Linked DNA regions of Sus scrofa: region 1 is linked to region 2. Evidence: chromatin contacts called from public HiChIP or PLAC-seq data. All regions are on one chromosome and are shown on one strand. Each heading gives the region's core, a stretch centred on a gene start, on an enhancer-like site or on the middle of the called end of the contact. The rest is flanking DNA. Distances are from core to core; before and after follow the strand shown.

What was found. HiChIP or PLAC-seq counts read pairs in DNA pulled down with a chosen protein or histone mark.
Region 1: an H3K27ac HiChIP or PLAC-seq map of skeletal muscle shows a contact between it and region 2. The contact joins the enhancer-like site here to the promoter of IGDCC4 in region 2. A contact is called at or near these places in 1 of 5 promoter capture datasets (fetal liver), 4 of 47 Hi-C or Micro-C datasets (liver, retroperitoneal adipose tissue and skeletal muscle) and 2 of 2 datasets of contacts at active chromatin or transcription factors (alveolar macrophages and skeletal muscle).

What each region holds. Positions count from the first base shown.
Region 1 is chr1:163,528,437-163,534,523 of Sscrofa11.1, reverse strand. All of the region lies in intron 1 of HACD3 (very-long-chain (3R)-3-hydroxyacyl-CoA dehydratase 3), which reads right to left. Among named protein-coding and RNA genes, the nearest start is that of HACD3, 5.6 kb to the right of the region's middle. Within about 2 kb of position 1,448, at least 3 of the 83 cell types and tissues checked have an H3K27ac peak or open chromatin away from gene starts, as enhancers often do. A contact at or near this core is called in skeletal muscle, where this site is marked.
Region 2 is chr1:163,432,871-163,439,112 of Sscrofa11.1, reverse strand. It overlaps IGDCC4 (immunoglobulin superfamily DCC subclass member 4), which reads left to right and starts at 3,211. Exons shown (of 20, transcript XM_003121731.5): 1 at 3,211-3,345. The coding sequence starts at 3,276.

The DNA of each region.
Region 1 (6,087 bases), core at 199-2,698, 97 kb before region 2:
TCATCAGGCTTGAGGGCCTCTTCCATCCTTGTCAAGGAGAGGGCTAACCTGCTTTCCTTTCTTACAATGCTCATATCTGCATTCTTGAATGACAATAGCTATCCCCTTAAGATGAACCCTATCCTCTCCAATTAGCCACTTTCCTCATCCAGCTCAATTCAGTAACATTTATTGAGGAAGTTTGCACTGTGGCTCAGTGAAAGCAAATCTGACTAGTATCCATGAGGACATAGATTTGATCCCTGGCTTTGCTCAGTGGGTTAAGGATCCAGTGTTGCCTTGAGCTGTGGTATAGGTCGCAGACATGGCTCTGATCTTATGTTGCTGTGGCTGTGATGCAGGCCAACAGCTACAGCTCTGATTCAACCCCTAGCGTGGGAGCCTCCATATGCCTCGGGTGCAGCCCTAAAAAGACCAAAAAAAAATTAATGAACATTCACTAGATGCTAATTATCTTTCAAAGTGTTTCACATTACTAGCTCACACATACACAAAGCCAACCTTATAAAATAAGCACTATTAATACAACAGTTTTAAAGATGAGGAAATCGGAGGCATACAGAGCATACACAACTTGCTTGAGATTTACAATCAGCAAGTGACAAAAACCAAGATTCAAACCAAGACACCATATTTTAGGAGCTTGATTTGGTCATCTCTAATTCTTCTTCTCTTCCTGATGATCCCATCTGGTCTTAGGGTTTAAATATTGCAACTTACTGACAACCCCAAAATTTGCTATATTTCATTAATTCTAAAATGCACATTTTTTCACATTCAATAGCTCTAAAATCAGCATATTTACTACAATTGACAGCAGCACCTTACACTTGCTTTGACAAAGTAACAACCATGGCATGGCAGTCACTGCCTGAGCATGTATGAGCTTGGCTGTTCTTCAATGACATGACTACACAGCTGCAACTCAATATTTCAGGCAACAAACCATTTAAAGGTCATGTAAGGAAGTAGTATGAGTCCTGGTTCATGTCTGGAAACATTCTGTTGACATCTTCTAGTACGATAAGAATGTGCCAGCATCAAAACTTTTAAATAGGTGTTGATGGCTTGAAAAAAAAAATTGCCAGAGATAGTAGTAGAGCACTCTTTCAGAAAGGCTGCATTACTAGTGCTTTTAATAGCACAGAATATGACACTTTATGGATAAAACATGGACAGTGACATCTCTGAGTAGAAAAGTGATTCAGAAGAGTGGATTCTGAGATATGAAAATGGTTTAGGAATACTTTCACCAATTTTTTTGCTTATATTTTCATATTTATGTGTACAGAAGCAATTACATAGATAAAATGATAATTTTCGGGGTTTTTTGGGGGGGCTTTTTTTGTCTTTTTGTCTTTTTAGGGCCGCACCCGAGGCACATGGAGGTTCCCAGGCTAGGGGTCTAATGGGAGCTGTTCCTGCTAGCCTACACCCTAGCCACAGCAACAACAGATCCGAGCCACATCTGTGACCTCCACCACAGCTCACGGCAATGCTGGATACTCAACCGAGAGAGCGAGGCCAGGGATCAAATCTGCAACCTCATGGTTCCTAGTCGGATTCATCTCCATTGCACCCACGATGGGAACTCTAATTTTTGTTATTTTTTAAACTGTTTTGAGAAGGAAATAAGCAGCCCTTGACATCTGAAACTGATCTGACATTCACAGGCAGATCTCAAAATTATTACAAGTTGGTCCAAAGCTTACAAGACCATTTTGTTCTCCTGTTGAACACAAATAATATCAAACAACATAAACCAACCTCAGGTTACTGAGACCACGATAAAATGACACAAAATAAGGTCACCTCATAATTTTTTCTAGGCATGGGTCACCATGCCATCCACAAAATACCCAATCGTAGAAGTGTTCCCACTTCCTGACAGCATCCAATCTAAATCAAGCCCCCACTTCATTAGACCCTCTCCCAGTCACCAAACCCCCAATCCTATAATCAGTTCTTTCTAACACTCTCTTACTGAGACACCCCCACAGTTCCCCATGTGTTCTCCCTAAAACAATCATTAAACTCAACTTGTTAAAACAAGGTGCTTCTAGAGGTCTCTGGCTGGAATGAACTGACAGCTTAAACAAATCTAAAAGAGCTCTTTCAAAAACAACAAACATTTGAAGTCATAAGATTGTATGAATGTATGTACCATAGTTTAATCAGCAGCATTTTTTTCATGGTGCATAAAATAATGACATCTCAAAATCACCGAAGTCTAAGATTTCATGAAATTCTCTATTTTCAATCCAGACTACTGCCCTGAATTCTGCATTTATGCAGTTATGTGACTACCTCACATTTCTATAGGGAGATTGTCTCACACCAACATGTCCAAAAGGAACTCTCAATTTTGTCCTTTAAACCTCTTCTCTAGTCTTAAATATTCTAGTAAACTGCATCATAATCAAGTCTTTTTTTTTTTTCCTTTGGCCACACCTATGGCATGATCATAATCTACTCTGTGCTTAAGCCAAAATTCTAGGACTAGTTGTTGATTCTTTCCTTCTCCCTCTCCCCTCAGTAGCCCCAATATATGCAATCCATCAAGGCCTGAAGGTTCTCTCCAAATATATCTCAAATTTGTCCATGGCTCTCCACCACCACTGTCACCCCTAGACAGAGTCACCTCATCTCTCACCCACACTGCTATAATAACTTCCCTAAATGGTTTTCCAGATTTCACTTTTGCCCCTCTATAATCCACACAGCAGTCAGAATAATCGTTTAAAACACAAATTCTATAATGTCACTCTTCTGCTTAAAACTCTAATAGTTTCCCAATGCTCTTACAATAAAATCCAAACTCCTTACCATGGCAACAAGGCCCTACATGACCTACATCTTGCAAACTCCTCCAACCTCATCTCCTTCTAACTTATTCCTCACTAACTACACTCCAAACATACTAACATCCCTTCTGTTCCCTGGAACTTCCCCAAGTCCTTGCTTGCCCTTAAGTCTATGCACTAGCAGAATGTTCTTCCCCCAGCTCTCTTCATAATTCATTTTATCCTTCCAGTTTCACCTAGCTCAAATATCACCTCCCCGATGAAGCCTTTCCCAACCACCCTACTTAAAATATTTCTACCAATTACTCTTACCTCCATCATAGTACTTATCTTGGTAAAAATTTTATTTATTATCTATTGTCTATCTCCCTCAACCTGAAAGTAGTATCTTTATATGCATTGTTCACCGCTGAAACCACCCCCACCCCCAATACCTAGTACTGTGCCTGGTCAGACCATTGCAACCACTCAACAACAACCAAATTATTTAATCAATTCACTGCCTAATGAGTGGTTCTGTACTGTGGATATGAACAGCTTAGATTAGACTTAATCTTTATCACAAAATATTTCAAGCAATCAGCCACACGCAGAAAAATATAGCAAACACCATTTTGTCTATTATCCACTAACATTTTGAGTTACTTCTTCAGTGGTTTTTTTTTTTAAGAAATTGATATGGGTATAGTTATATAATTACTCAATCCCATTGCCCTTTCTTCCTCAAACATCCCAGCCTTGCAAGTAACCACTATGTTAGAATTGGAGTTTATCATTCCCATTAGTAATTAAATAATTTGTTATTAATTCTTTATTCATGTACAACACAGGTATTCATTACAATACACCATATTATTTTACGTTACATAAATGGTTTCAAATACAATATGAATACATATAACTCTTCAACTTGCGTTTTACTTGACATATTTCTAAACTTTATCCATAGGTGGTTCTGCTTCATTTATTTTAGCTGTTGTACAGTGTGTCACTGTATAAATATACCACAATTTATCCACTCTTCCGTTGATAAGTACTGAGGTTGTTTTCAATATTTTTGCTGTAATGTAATGCTGTCTCCTTGTGCATATGTGGAAGAGCTCAGTGATACTACACTACAAATATCTGCCTCAAGCTCCTCTTAAATCTGTCAATTTTTTTTTCTTTAAGGCTTATGTTTTTGTATCTTAACACATTCTTTTCTCTTCCAGTATTGTATAAATAACCTCCTAGGGAGTTCCCATCATGGCTCAGTGGTTAACGAATCTGACTAGGAACCATGAGGTTTCGGGTTCAACACCTGGCCTTGCTCAGTGCGTTAAGGATCTGGTGTTGCTTAGAGCTGTGATGTAGGTCACAGATGAGGCTCAGATCCTCCAGCTGTGGCTCTGGTGTAAGTTGGTGGCTACAGCTCTGATTAGACCCCTAGCCTGGGAACCTCCATGTGCCATGGGTGCAGCCCTAGAAAAGGCAAAAAGACCAAAAAAAAAAAAAAAAACCCTCTTATATTTTCTCTTTTTTCAATGTATTTTCTTCCAGTAGTTTTTCTTTATGCATTTAGGTCATTAACCCACCTGAAACTGACTTTTGTCTATGGCATAGGGGAAGATCTTATTTTATCTTTTCACCATTTGAATTACTAATTGTCCCAATACAATCTCCTGAATGGTTCATCCTTTCCCCTATTAATTTGTAAAGCCATCACTACTGTTTAAGTAAGTCTTCATACATAGATAAGTCTACAGACAGACTGTTCTGTTCTATTGCTCTTCGTGTTTCTCTCTCTCATCTAAGGTTTAATGTCAAAATAATAACCCCTTATTCTTGAATAGTATGGGAGAATTCACAAGGCACTTTCAAACCCATTATCCAATACAAACCTCAAAACAATCCTATGAATTAGGTGTCATCATCCACATTTATTTGGAAGAAAAGATTGAGGCTCATAAAGGTCAAGTGAATAATCCATGGACACCAGATAGTAAGTGGAAGAGCAAGGACCCAATCTTATGCCTTCAGTTACCACTCTTTCCCCCTGACTCTCTATTAGATAAGGTCAAGAATAGTTATCTTTCAAACAGCTCCCAAACAGAGGTAGGCACACTGTCCTCACATAACTGAAACAAACAAAAACCTTGATAAATGAACAAACACTTTAACAACTATGGTTTCAGCACAAACGAATCCTTCATGCTTAGCCTGAGAGTAACCCTGACCTAGCCCCACTGGACTCTGGCTGGCCTCTTTGCTAGTGCTCACCTCAAACGCAGATAAAGCTGCTGTTAAAGTCTTTATTTGCTTGTTTTGGGTCATCATTGTGGCTTGCAGAAGTTACCAGGCTAGGGATCAAACCGGAGCCACAGCAGTGACAATGCCAGGTCCCCCACCCACTGAGCCATGAGGGAACTCCTGAAGTCTTTATAGTGTACCATTCCTCCTCACATCAGTGGTGGTTTCTTACCAGTCACGAGTTCTGTAGCCCCAAAGACAGAGTAGAGATGGGAAAACCTGATGGTTCTCTGTGTCTTAGGAAGGGAAGGGAACAGGACTTAGGCTCCCAAACTGGAATTCAACACTAAAACTCACTTAAGCATAAATTATGGAAAGTAGGGGGCGATAGAGAGCTGTCCAACAACTCAGCACCTAGCCTATGTGAGGCAAAAGCAGGTACTCTGCTTTTGTCTCCACCAACGGTCCTCACTGAACAAATAAATGAATTGCTTCACCGCGAGCCAGAATCACCATTTCATGGGCCCTACACAGAGCAATTGAGATTTTTTTTGTTTTTAAAGAGCAGCCTCTGATGTTCCAAACCCAGCCTGGCACTCACAGCTAGAACATTTTATTCTGCTATTGGACATAATCGATCTGACAGAATACCTTGATAAAATCAAAGTCCATTTCATAATTTTATGTAAGCACAAACAAAAACACGGCCACAATGCCACCTACAAAATACCAGACACCCTTCATCTCTTGGCCAAAACAAGTGACTGCAACTTCTCCACCAACTATAGTTTTATTCTTGTGCTAGTCTTCCTTCTCTATATATATGAGATTTATTCAGATACTCAACCACAGAATTGCCCTTATTTTTTAACAGCATCTAATCTAGAGCAACTCCTTGCCTCCTTAGTCTGTCCCCCAATCGTCAGAGTCTAAATCCTACAATCAGTTTCAACATTCCTAATGAGCAAACCCATGGGGTATACTTTCCCTTGCTTGTATGAGTAATAAACATAACTTGTTTAACTAGAGGTGTGTTCTTGACATGCTCTGGCTA
Region 2 (6,242 bases), core at 1,962-4,461:
ATTGAAAACAATTTAGGAGTTCCCATTTGTGCCATTGGTTCTCCCCCTCCTTAACTTGTCAAGACCTAGGTCAAATGTCTACAACAATCTGTGTAGTTCCCACTGTGGCTCAGTGGAAATGAATCCAACTAGTATCCATGAGGACGTGGATTCAATCCCTGGCCTTGCTCAGTGGGTTAAGGATCTGGCGTTGCCCTGAGCTGTGGTGTATGTAGGTCGCAGACGCGACTCGGATCTCAGGTTGCTGTGGCTGTGGCTGTGGCTGGCAGCTGTAGCTCCGATTCGACCCCTAGCCTGGGAACTTCCATATGCGGTGTGTGCAGCCCTAAAACACAAATAAGAAATTTAAAAAAATATATAAGTTCTTGCTGTGCTCATATCCTGCTAATTAAAAACAAAAACAAAAACAAACAAACAAAAAACTTCTGTGAAGGGAGTTCCTGGTTGTGGTACATCGAAAGCAAACCCGACCACTATTGTGGGTTCGATCCCTGGCCTCACTCTGTGGGTCAGGGATCCAGCTGCCCTGAGCTGTGGCATAGATCGCAGACAAGGCTCAGATCTGGCGTTGCTGTGGGTGTGGTGTAGGCTGGCAGCTATAGCTCTGATTCGACTTCTACCCTGGGAACTTCCATATGCCACAGGTATGGCCCTAAAAAGCAGAAAAAAAAATTATATAAAGGCTTTTTCCTCAACATCCCCACAACACACAGTTTCTCTTGCTCCCCATTCTCCCTGCCACCTTGGGCCACTTAAGACACAACTGTACCTGTGGGCAGTGACTTGTATCTTCTATCCTGGCCCCCTGGCACTTACACAGTGCCAGGTACTGGTCTATCTGCTTAGAATTCAGCAGTGAACCTAGCACACAAAAATCTCTGTCCTCTCAAAGCCCACATTCTGGTTGGGAGGACAGACAAAAAATAAACTGAGTAAAATGTAGAGGACGTTAGAAAGACTGGGGATAGAGTGGGGGGAGCTGTGAGGACATGAGGGGTGGGAGGCAGAGTTCCAGACCTGTACTCCTGGGCAAAGGTCTGGAAGCTGGAGGGAGGGGACTGGCTGCCATCAAGTTACAGCAAGGAGGCTGGTGTGGCTGGAGAGGCAGCAAGCAAAGGGGATGGTGTAGGAGGTGAGGTCAGAGAAGTAAAGCAGGCCTCCAGATCAGAGAGGTGTTCTTGTCATAAGAAGGACTTCAGTTTTTGTTTTGAGATAGGAGGCACTGGTGGGTTTTGCTCAGAGAAGTGACACAATCTTGTTCCCACTTTAATAAGATCCCTCTTGGTTCCGTATTGAGAAAAGACTAAAGGGGAACAAGGACAGAAACAAGTCAAGGGGCTATTGTGACAATCCAGGTGAAAGGTGATGGTGCTTGGATCAAGGTGGTGGCAGGAAAATGGGGTGTGAAGGATGTGAAAGTGAAGAGCCAAGGCTGGCTCTAATGTTTTTGACTTGAGCAACAGGAAGGATGAGCTACTAGGAACTGGGATGGAGATTATGGGAGAGGCAGGTTTAATAGGGAAGATCAGAGCTCAGTTTGGGACATATTAAATTAGAAATGCCTACTTGCCAATGGAAATGTTGAACAGGTAACTGGATATACAAGTCTGGAGTTCAGGGGAGATGGTCCAGGCTGGAGGTGTAAGTGTGGGCACCTCCAGCATAAAGATGTAATTTAAAGCCTTGATGACCAGCTGAGATCACTAAGTGAAACAAACAGGAGTGATGGATTAAGTCAAATGCTGCTGGTGGGCCTGACAATGAATGAATAAATGCCAGATCCTATTAGAGCTGCAAAGTGAAGGTCCTTACTAAGGGTTAGCTAGCAGCAGATGGGTAAGGTACCTACCCTCTACAAAGTGGCTCTACATATGGGAACACTGGAGACACAGGGGATGAAGAACCATGGCATCCTGGTCTTGGAAAAGACCTTAAGTAGGTCATTCAATCTGTACTCCTCTCGCTACCCTACCTAGCCTGATGACTGAATCCCTGGTTTTAGAAAAAGAGACATTTGTAGGATACTGAGGCAACCAGTCTGGCCAGGAAAGAGAAAGCACAGTTGAAGAATGAGTGGGAAATGACCTCTGGAATCAGAAAGCCAGGGTTCTGGTCCTGCATCTCCTGATCCCTAGCTTCCTGTCCTTATGCAAGTCATTTCACCTCCTCCAGCCTCAGTTTCCCTGCAGGTAGAATGGGAGCAATCAAATCTTCCTTGTCTCTCCCAGGGTGGCAGGGAGGTGGGAGTGTAGCAGTGCTTAGGGTAGAGTAAATGCCCTGTCGGGGCTGGTTATTCTTTTTTTTTGTCTTTTTGCTATTTCTTTGGGCCGCTACCACGGCATATGGAGGTTCTTAGGCTAGGAGTCAAATCGGAGCTGTAGCCACTGGCCTACACCACAGCCACAGCAACGCGGGATCCAAGCTGCATCTGCAACCTACACCACAGCTCACGGCAACGCCGGATCGTTAACCCACTGAGCAAGGGCAGGGATCGAACCCGAAACCTCATGGTTCCTAGTCGGATTCGTTAACCACTGCGCCACGGCGGGAACTCCGGGGCTGGTTATTCTAAGAGCAAAAAAAGGAGGTCAAGAGAAGCCATCAGCTTGGAATGACAATGGAAATGGGTTGAGGGAACTGTCATGTCCTCAGAAGGTCTGTTGGTGCAGCATGTGGCAAAGCTAATGAGGATTCAATCCAGACCGAGGATGGAATGGACTGGCTCAAGTGGCAGGATGGGGTCTGCCGGGTCAGAGACTGAGGCCTTGAATCTGCCTCCACTGAGCCTGGAACAGAGATGGAGGAGACCCTGAGGCAGCAGCAGAGCCTTAAAGTGATAGAGACAGATAAAGTAACAGAGGCAGAAAGAGGCCCCAGGACCAAGAGACAAGCTGCCCAAATGGGGGCCCAAGGCAACCTAGAGAAGGCAAGGGACAGAGGCACAGATCCCAGCGGAGCTGAGCACCCGCGCACCGCAGGTTACAGTGCACGGGCAAGGGTCTCCCGCGGGGCCCGAGTGGCCGCGCTCGTTGGGCGCCCCCGCCCGGGCTCCTCGCCCAAGATGGCGATGGAGGGGCGGGCGAGGCGGCAGCAGCCCCGGCCCCCGCGCCGGCCCCCGCTTGGGCCCGGGCCCCGAGGCCGCGCCCCCGCCCGCGGCGCCGCGCCTCCCCGGGCCACTGACGCCCGGCGCGCCCTCCCCCGGCGGCGGCGGCGGCGGCGGCAGCGGCGACCGAGGCGCGGGGTGGAGGCGGCGGCGGCGGCCCGGGCCCGGCCCCATGGCGCGGGGGGACGCTAGCCGCCGCGGCGGGCTCTTCGCGCTGACCTTCTGCCTGCTGGCCGCGCGCGGTAAGGGCGGGCGCCGCGGCAGTGGCGGAAGCCGCTGCGGTGTGTCAGTGCGTCCGCGCCCCGGGCTGCGCTGGGCTATAAGGCCGGCGCGTCCTGCTCCCGAGCGAGTACGGGGGCCGTGGGGCTCGGGCTGCGTGTCCTTGTGCCTGCGGTGCCTGCGCTAGGGGTCTGCGCGCCTCGGCCCAGGGCGTTTGCGGCGCGTACTAGTCTGCAGGGGGTGTGTGTCCTTGGTTTTCGGAGTCTGGAGTGAGTGAGTGTGTATGTGTGCATGTGTGTGTGTGCGTATGTGTGTGTGTGTGCAGAGGGTGGGGAGGGGGCTTCTACGGACGTCCGCGTCCGCAGTGCGTGCCTGGCCGCGGCGTGGCATCGCGGGCGGTGGATGCGGTGTTTGTGGTTTTCGCTAGGCGGGCTCTTCCTTGCCCGCGCGTGTCTTTTGGTTAGAAGTGTTAGAGAGGAGGGGTGTAGGGGTGTGTGTCTGCACCTCCATTTGTGTCTCGAGAGCGTGTGTAATTGTGTTTATGGGGCTGTACTAATATTTGGCCTTGGCTTTTGGGGAGTGTCCTTGCCCTTGTTGGGGGTGGGGGGGAACAGAGCAGGAGATTCCGGATTGACTGGGGATAGTGGTGATAAAGTACTCAACTTTGTCCAGTGGGTGTGGTCCCGGAGGCTGGTTGGGGCGGGGGTGCCACGGGAGAGTGTTGCCCCCGCAAGCCCGAGGCCCAGAGTGGCCTGGGAGAGGGGGCAGGAAAATAGTTGCTTTCTTGGACGTGTCCAACACTCGCTCTCGGGATGGCACGCGTGTCACCCCTGCCCCACCTCTCAGGGCCGGATCAGAGGAGCGTTGACGGGATCAGTAAGGCCTCCTCCAGGCCCCCACCTCAGAGTGGACTCAGGGTGGGTAAAAGTCAGAGTTGTCCTCAGTGGAGAAAGGTCTGGGGATGGCGTGACGGAGTCCCAAGGGTCTATGCCTAGGGCGTCTTCTTCAACCCCCAGCCCTCTAGCTTTCCGTCCTTGTGTGCCTTTAGGGGGCGGCCCGTGGGGAAGGTGGTTGGTTGGGCTGGGGAGGGGGATGGGCTGCCTGCTTTGTTCGCCTAGTTCTTGCCTTCCCTGCAGAGGGGGAAGCTGAGGATGTGTCCGGGGCGAGTCGGGGAGGGACTTGGCGGTGGGGGTGGGGAGGGGGATTTCTCTCCAGCTGCTGCGGCTTTCCAGAGAGACTCAGCCAGGCCACGTGGGAGGGAGGCAGGGACCTCGGAGTGGGGGAAGGAGCCTCTGCCTGACCGCCCGGCCCATCTCTAGGAAACCCAAACAGCGGATGGGACAGTATCGGACACTACTCAGACCCCCTCTCTCCCTACAAAGACTTTTCAGACCCTGCTGGAGGCCACCTGAGGGCAGGGTCCGGGCAGCTGGGCTAGGGAAGTGGGGTCCTGGGAATGTCAGGTGGAGGGGGCAGGCAAGTGCCAGAATGGCATCTATCCTCCTGGAGGCCAGGGGATTAAAGAATAGTTGTGCCCACTGTCTTCTGCTCTTCTAAGAGCTCTGGGACTGAGCTCAGGGTCATCCTGCAAAGCAGAATCTGTGCTGAGAACTGCACTCACTGGAGCATTATGGAATATCCGTGGGGCCTCCCTGCACGGGGCTCAGTTTGCCTCCCAGACCTGGCCTCCCCCTGCTCCTGAGTGCACAAGGCAAGGGCAGGGCCAGAGCAGAGTCGGGGCTCTCTTGGCCAGCAGTGTGCCTGGCTGAAGCAACTGCTCTGCTGGCCCTCAGTCCTAAACGCTTTGAGTGTGCAAAGCTCATCAGGTCTAAGGACACTCCTATAGAGTTCTGACAAGCCACTCTGATCTGGATGGAGGTCATTCAACAAATATTTACTGAGCACTGTTTTTGGGCAGCATGTGACTGGTGCCTGGAATATAGTAAATAAAGAGGAGACTGACAGATAGTCTGGAGAAGTCAGGAAAAGCTTCCTCCAGGAAGTGGTGAATAATAGAGCTCAATACAGAGGGTTAGCCCTGCAGAAGGAGACTGATGATGGGGAGAGTTTTCTGGAGAGAAGAGTGTGTGCAAACCCTCAGAGGTGAGTTAGATCACTGAATGAAGCTTAATGAGGCTAGATTTGAGAGCACAAGGCATGAGGGTGAGGCAGCCTGGGGAGGAATGGGACAGAGGCCACAGAGAGTCAAGAGAGAAGGCTGGCCCCAACTCATGAAGGATCTTGTAAGCCCCAGCAAGGTTTTTGGCTTGAGAGCTCCCACGAGCCCTTAGAAGCTTTTAAGATCAACTTTGCAGCCGCTCACTCCAGCAGATATGGAGAATGATTGGACAGGCTGAAGGCAGGAGCTGCAGCTTCCTGGGAGGCTGGGGTGGTACCAACTAGAGTTGTGACAGTTGGGATGGATTCCAGAGATATTTAGGAAATAGAATCAGTAGGATTTGAGGATAGATTGAGTTTGTGGGAAGTGAGGGAAGGAGAAGTCAAAAATAATAGACACCTCAGCAATTTCAGCATGCAGAATATGAAGGGCTGATGTTGGAGTCAGCAGTGGTGGACCACCTCTCCTGAGCACTGCTCGTGGGTCAAGGCTTGGGAACTGGGAATATGTGGTGGTGGGATGCCCAGTGCTCTGTCTTCCCTATATACATGAAGTGGGACTCTCCCTTCCACCCAATCAGAATTTGGGGGGCAGTGATGCCAGTGGTCAGTAGCAGGAGGGCTCTAAGAATGTGAGGGCTGCTTTTTCCTCACTGGGAAACTCCCACCCACCCATCCCTTTTTCAGCCCAGAGGCTCAGAGGCCAACCCCAATCATTTGGGGTGTTGGGGTGGCCCTCTCTGACCTCATCTTGGAGGTTAGGAACCAGGTCACACATAATTTCTCTCCGTAGTGAATCTTA